Regions from separate parts of the Mus musculus genome. Here region 2 is linked to region 1. A link is a contact called in public HiChIP or PLAC-seq data. All regions are on one chromosome and are shown on one strand. Each heading gives the region's core, a stretch centred on a gene start, on an enhancer-like site or on the middle of the called end of the contact. The rest is flanking DNA. Distances are from core to core; before and after follow the strand shown.

What was found. HiChIP or PLAC-seq counts read pairs in DNA pulled down with a chosen protein or histone mark.
Region 2: an H3K4me3 HiChIP or PLAC-seq map of embryonic stem cells shows a contact between it and region 1, with 3 times the contacts expected there. The contact joins the promoter of Ppl here to the enhancer-like site in region 1. A contact is called at or near these places in 2 of 39 promoter capture datasets (embryonic stem cells and pre-B cells) and 3 of 115 datasets of contacts at active chromatin or transcription factors (embryonic stem cells, extraembryonic endoderm stem cells and pancreatic cancer cells).

The regions. Positions count from the first base shown.
Region 1 is chr16:4,584,862-4,588,327 of GRCm38.p6, reverse strand. No RefSeq gene overlaps it. Among named protein-coding and RNA genes, the nearest start is that of D330022H12Rik, 7.7 kb to the left of the region's middle. Within about 2 kb of position 1,592, at least 277 of the 459 cell types and tissues checked have an H3K27ac peak or open chromatin away from gene starts, as enhancers often do. A contact at or near this core is called in embryonic stem cells, extraembryonic endoderm stem cells, pancreatic cancer cells and 1 more, where this site is marked.
Region 2 is chr16:5,130,584-5,134,049 of GRCm38.p6, reverse strand. Ppl (periplakin) reads left to right here and starts at 1,569. Exons shown (of 22, transcript NM_008909.2): 1 at 1,569-1,768. The coding sequence starts at 1,707.

The sequences.
Region 1 (3,466 bases), core at 343-2,842:
GACAGACAGACAGATAGATAGATACATAGATACATAGATACATAGATATCTAAGCCTCACTCCCCACCTGTGGACCAGCAGTCTACTGGGATTCCTTGGGGCTACAGGAGGCTCAGCTGAAAGCTCAAGGAAAGACTTCCACAGGTGCAGCTGGAAAAGATAAGGAAACAAATGGTTTCTCTTGTTCTTAATGCTACAAGCCATGTTGGCAAGGCCTAGGTAGAAGGGGCAATAGGAGGAACAGAGCGGATGACTTATTAACCTTCTGTAATGGGTACTGTGAGCAGTGAGCAACACTCCAGCAATTTGTTGGTTGCTGCTGGCCCTGCTGAGTCTGCAGGGCTGGTGCTGCCTATGGGTGGAGTGTTTATTCTGGAAGTGGCCCTGGCTGTTCCTCATACCATTATCCAGGAGAAAAAGCAGGCCTAGAGTAAGAATTAAGACCTACCCTGGGCATGACTATACAGTGCCTGTAAGGCCAAGGAGAAAATGTCCAGGACACATACCCTTAACCCCTGGCTAAGTCTGGTAGACCCAGAACACACTCTCACTAAAGGCCCTGGATGCTCCAAGGGGAGAATAACACAGCAAGTGGCGCTATCCACAGTGGCTACTCCACCCTAGAAAAGGCCCTGGCTGGGATCTTTCAGCAGTCTGGCTTCGTGGACATGCAGCCCATGCAGTTACTGTGCTGGCACACTGAAGTGACAGCCGGTTGGAATGTCTGGCTGTCCCCAGCGCCTGCCTTTTTATTTTGCCTAAGAAGTCTGTCCTTGCATAAGAAACATTGGTGCTTTGGCTTCCCTGGGACTTAAACACTGAGACAAGTTGCCCCTTGGCTGCACACAGCAAGGCAGGAGGGCCTTACTGAAAGCCTTGGTTATGAAGGGATGGGAGGTCAAGCACCAGCTACCTGGAGGGCCACTGTGTTATCTCATCAAATCTCGGCTGTCCTTGAACTTCTTGTGTGAGAACACTGTATATCAGTGAAATAGTGAACTTTTAAAATTTAATTGTTGATTTCTTGTTGGGTGGTTTAAAAGGTAGTTCATATAGCGGGTACGGGGCCTGACAAGAAAGGAAAATACAACCAAAGGTCTAGCTCAGTTGTAGAATGCTGGCCTAGCATGCTTGAGGTACTGAGTTTGAAACCCCTCTCCTGAATAAAGAAAAGACTAATTACAGGCAGCAACACAACTAGCAGCGGGTCTGCCCAGCGTTTTCTCTGTCCTTTCCCAGGGGAGAGGTGCAATCCTTTCCTTAGCCTCTTTGCTCCTTCCCTCGCAAGGAGGAGACCCCACAGACACACCCTGGGGCAGGGAGGAGCGGCCGCGACACATTTTTGAGTCGTGACCAAGTGGAAACTCCCTCCCCAAAGCGGAAGCCGGGGGCGCCCCGCTGGGGCTGGAGCCTCCGCGGAGGCGGGAATCCCAGGCCGGGGGCGGGGCACTGAGGGCGAGCCGGGCCCCGCCCCCACCGGCTCATAAATATGAATGAGGCGACTGGGCGCGGAAGTGTTAGCATATCCCAGCCCTGCTAGCTCCGCCCCACACAGAGAGCCTGCAGCTGGGGGCGTTGGCTAGCCTCGGGCGTCCCGCCCCTCCGGCCGGTAAGAGGCCTCCTTCCGGCCGGGAGCGCCCGAGAGCTGACCTCTTGTGTGTTCTCCACTGCCTGTCGCGGGGAGGAGCTCGCGGCAGTCCGTAGGTGTGGCTAAGCTTTGTCCCGCGGTCCTCTTCCACTCTGTCCCTGTCCGCCCCCCTCACGCAAGTCTGACTTGCAGGAGAGGCCATAGGGATTCCTTCTTTCGGCTCCAGCGTAAAAAGTAGAACAGCCCTGGGGCTTTGGTTCCAGTTCCAATGGACCACCGCCCAAAAAAATACAACCAGTAGGCTGGCAGAAACAAGACAGAAACGGAAGAGTAGCTGAGAAGGTGACTTAAGGAAGGAGCTTAGAGATGTAGCTCAGTAGTAAAGTACTGCCCAGCATCACATAAAACCAGGGCTGGCCTCGCGCGTACCTGTAATCCCAGCTCTCTAGAGGCAGGAGCACCAGGATTCAAGGTCTCGGCTGTGTAGCGATTTTGAGGGCAACGTGAACCACTTGAAATCCTGTCCAAAAAGACCCGAAGGAAGCAGGGGAACAGACCACCTGAATGCATTTGGTCGAAAGTGCTGCCTGGTGTGGCTGGAGTGCAGAAAGAGAATGGACTTATGATGCAAAGGCTTATTGTTTTGAGCAGGTGATAAGTGTTTTATGGGTTTTGGTTTGTTTGGTTTTTGTTTTGTTTTATCAAGACAGCTGGAAGTGAGTGCTCTCTCTTGTTATCTGGAAGGAAATCAGGCTCAGGAAGATTAAGTTAGTTGCCTGAGGTCACGTAGCTTTATAGGTAGATATCATCCGGGATTGAGACTGATGGCTGACATCACTGCCTGAACCTGCTGTGGAGACCAGACTTAGATGACCTCAACCAGAGAGAGACCCTCTAGTCCTCCCTTCCCACTCTCAATGCTAGGGCTAGGAGCAGAGACTGACCTATCCCCAGAGATGAAAGATGAGCAGGCACTGCTTCTGTGGACCTGTCCCAGTAAAGGGCACCCTACACAGAATAAGGGTGTGGCTAAGCCATTGTACTGGCTAGTTTTGTGTCAACTTGACACAGCTGGAGTTATCACAGAGAAAGGAGCTTCAGTTGAGGAAATGCCTCCATGAGATCTAACTGTAAGGCATTTTCTCAATTAGTGATCAAGGGGGAAAGGCCCCTTGTGGGTGGGACCATCTCTGGGCTGGTAGTCTTGGTTCTATAAGAGAGCAGGCTGAGCAAGCCAGGGGAAGCAAGCCAGTAAAGAACATCCCTCCATGGCCTCTGCATCAGCTCCTGCTTCCTGACCTGTTTGAGTTCCAGTCCTGACTTCTTCAGTGATGAACAGCAATGTGGAACTGTAAGCTGAATAAACCCTTTCCTCCCCAATTTGCTTCTTGATCATGATGTTGTACAGGAATAGAAACCCTGACTAAAACAGCCATCATAGATATCTTCTTCTGGAAGATGCTTTTATTGTCTGGAAAGAGCTGTCACCTCTCCAGGGTATGCAGTCAGGTAAAAGTAGCTTTAGGGAGGGAGGGAAGAAGAGTGGGAGTGGGGAAGTGGCGGGGACACTAGGGGCTAGAGGGATGGATGGATGGTTAAGAGTTCTGTCTGGGGCTGGTGAGATGGCTCAGTGGGTAAGAGCACCCGACTGCTCTTCCGAAGGTCCAGCGTTCAAATCCCAGCAACCACATGGTGGCTCACAACCATCCGCAACAAGATCTGACTCCCTCTTCTGGAGTATCTGAAGACAGCTACAGTGTACTTACATATATTAATAAAATAAATCTTAAAAAAAAAAAAAGAGTTCTGTCTGCTTGCCGGACGGTGGTGGTGTATGCCTTTAATACCAGCACTTGGGAGGCAGAGGCAGGTGGATTT
Region 2 (3,466 bases), core at 320-2,819, 550 kb before region 1:
AGCCTTCTATGTATACAAAGCATACTGTACAGGTATTCCTGCCCACCAACTCCCGGGCACTGAATATCTTTTCTTAACCTCCAAAGTTATTTACATTTATTTATTTATTTCCACTGCTCGGCCATTTACATTTTATAACATATATATATATATATATATATATATATGTGTGTGTGTGTGTGTGTGTGTGTGTGTGTGTGTGTGTGTGTGTGTGTGTGTGTGGTATGTGCATGTGTGTGTGTGGTGTGTGTGGTGTGTGCATGGTGTGTGCACATGAAAGTGGGCACCTGGGGAGCCCAGAGGAAGTCATTGAATCCCCTGGTGCTACATCTGCCTAACAGGTTCTGGGAACTAACAGGGCCCTCTCAAGAGCAGTGCGTTCTCTTAGCTACTGAGCCCCCCAGCCCTGAACACCAACCTCCTTATTCTAATCCTGTGGGACAGAGACTGGAGTCAGACAGCTGAGCTTGGATCCCCAGTCTCTTGACAGTGTGAGCAAGTCCCACAGTGACTGTCCCTTTCCATTCTCAAGATCTCATCTCCCCTACTTGAACTGTAAGCTCTTTGGCTGTCACCAGAGTCTCTGCAGCTCACCTCTCCCCATGAGCTCCCACCCACCCCCACCCCCACCCCAGGGTAGCACTGAGTTCTCTCAGCTGTCTCTCTTTCACTCTAGCTCTTACCCAGAGTGTTTTCCATTAGCCAACAAAACCAGGGCTGCGTCCCTTATGGCAGCTCATGAGTGTGAGATGTGGGTACAGATCTGAATGGGTAAAGCTCCACGTTTCCCACAGCCCCCAGCCCAGCCTCACTCCGGGACATGCGGGCAGGACTATGCAACATTGCTGTTTCTCAGCCAGAACTAGTTTCTATGATCCACCATTAAGTCTCTATCATACCAGGCCCGGGGTTATGAACGTTTCAAGGGATAGTTATGTCCTCCCCGGCTGTTTCCCTGCCTGTTGGAGTGCCACTGTGTGCCAAGCTCTTTGGTGAATTAGCTACAGGAATCTCCTATAGCCCTTCTGGATGTGGGTCGTCGTTAATCTTCTCTTGGCCAAGGAGGAAACTGAGGCAGTAAGTAAAACAACTCTCAGAGAAGTCCTAACTGACCATAGGTGGCCACAAGAATCCAATTCAGTAGCGTGCTATGGCTGTGGCCATCGCCAGTCCCGCTGAGTGTGATTTGTTGACATTGCAGGGAGCAGAGACCCCACTTCCACCTCGGGTCTCCCACACCTGTCTGAGGTTCCACCTGTGGCTCATCACAAGAGGAGTGTCATGGTGTTTTGGGATTGCCCAGGTAAACCCTTCAGCCAGAGGGCGCGCCAGGCTCTATGTGCACGATGGGCGCGGCCTAGCGCAGGTGGCCTAGTCGTCCAGGTTCTGGCGACAGGCTGCGCAGCCTCTGCAGTAACAGGCAACAGGGGCGGTGTCCGGCGGGGACCCAGGGAGCGCGTCCGAAGCCCCGCCTGCAAGGTAAGCGCCACCTTCCCGGGGTGCGGCAGGCAAGCAAGTGGCCGGCGATCGCCCCGCCCTGTTCCTGTAGTGACCCAGAGCCGCGGCCCTCCGCACACGGGGCTCTGCGCGCCGCTGCCGCTGCCGCCTCCGCCTCCGCCGCCTTCTTTCACCTGCGCCCGCCGCCCGCTTTCGGTGCGCGCCGGGTCCGTCGCCGCGTTCCAGGTCCCTCTGTCCCAAGCGCCACCATGCACTCGCTCTTCAGGAAGAGAAACAAAGGCAAATACAGCCCAACGGTGCAGACGCGGAGGTGAGGGGGCGTCCTGGGTTAGGATGAGGGAGACCTAGGGCTGAGCCAGGAGTGGGGATGCGTGGGCAGGCTGTGCGGAGGTTCCTCTATAACTGGAAAGTTCTGCCCTGCTGGGAAGGGGCACCAAGAGTGACAGGAGGGACTCTAGAGCCCCATGATGCGCTACTTTGGGGGCCTAGATGGTGGGGACTTGAGTAAGGAGTACAAGGTTGTCCTGAAGCTGGAATCTCGGTCATGAAACGTTGTGTTTCCACCCTGGGACTCGGAAAATAAGTTGTGTGTAGGGTGATCTCCTGCGGGAATTGTAGACCGTGCAGGTGCTGCTGCTGGCGTTGGGTTGTGAGATCTGGTGGCTCCGAGGGTGAGCCACCTGTCCCCGGCTGCACCTGCCTGCCAGCGCTGGAGCACTCGGAGGCCGGAGGCCGCGGTGGGTCCTGGGGCCCCGGGGGACATGCTAAGGCAATCTCAGGCTCTCTAGACTCCCGCTCGGCCCGGCTGGGTGGGGACAGACCAATTTTTCACTGCGTGATTTCTCAGGGGTGTGGCTCCTGGCGCTTCCCCACCCCCCTATCCCCGAAACTGGCCGCGTCTGCGATCTCTGAGTTCTCAGGGCCGCCTGAGAAGCGAATGACATGTCTTGATGTGTCTGGATGGAGAGACAGCCCACGTCGGTTTTGATAAGCCTAATGTATTCATTCGGTTAATAACCGGTTTGGGGGAGACTGGTAATGTTGCTGAGATTGAGGGAGGGGTGGAATTCGTTCCTCTGCCTTGGCATCCCTCTAGAGGAAGTGGGGGTGGTCCCTCCAAATAACTTTAGGCAGATGAGAAGTGGCAAGCACTCACCTGGCTCAGCACCTAGCTGGGCTCCTTCACTGGCCCATGAACAGTTCCTCCCCACTCCCCAGATTCCAGATGGAGGCAAGACAAGAGATTCTGGCCCCGGAGCTTTCCCACTGACTGTTGTTCTGCCTTTCAACCCAGACCCACCTACTGAGACGGGTGCCCTGGGCACTGCAGCCTGGAGTGTGGCCTGGGTATTCTTATGTTTTCTGAAAGTCTGCTTTCCTGTAGTCCCGCTGACAGGGCTGTTTGATGCTCAGCGTAGTTTCTTCCCTTGTTCTACGGTCCCCTCCCCTCTCGTTTCTTCTCCTCATCAACTCTGTCTTTCAGTCTTTCACAACCCCAGAGGCTGGGCAGGGCCCTTCGTACTGTTCCTCTGTGGCTGATCCAGCTGGCTGTCAGAGCCAGTTGGGGTCCTATCCAGTCCTTGGGCTGCTCTCTTGAGTATTGCACAATCGGACACACTCTGTGCCAGCCCCACAAGGGGTCAGGCCCCTGTAGTCCTCACCAGGAGGAGAGTCACACATCCCAGGAGCTGGGCCAAGTCCCACCCCTACACTGCAGCCCTCCAGCCTGGAGTGCCTGGGCTTGGACCTAACAGCAAAGGCATGGCAGCCCAGAAGGGAAGGGAAGAAGGATCTCCATCCTTCTCAGCCACAGGGACTCTGAGAACCTGCTGGTTAGGTACCAGAGTCCTACCTGCCTCCTGGCTTTAGTCCTTGGCTGGCAGCTTTTGACAGCTTTGGCCATGCGCCTCTTGTGGTCACCCAGCCCTGAGACTAGACACTTTTCTTCATGGTTTCCTAGCTCAGGGTACCCACTGTCCCCATGCCCTGGCTAGTGCTTCTCTCTCTC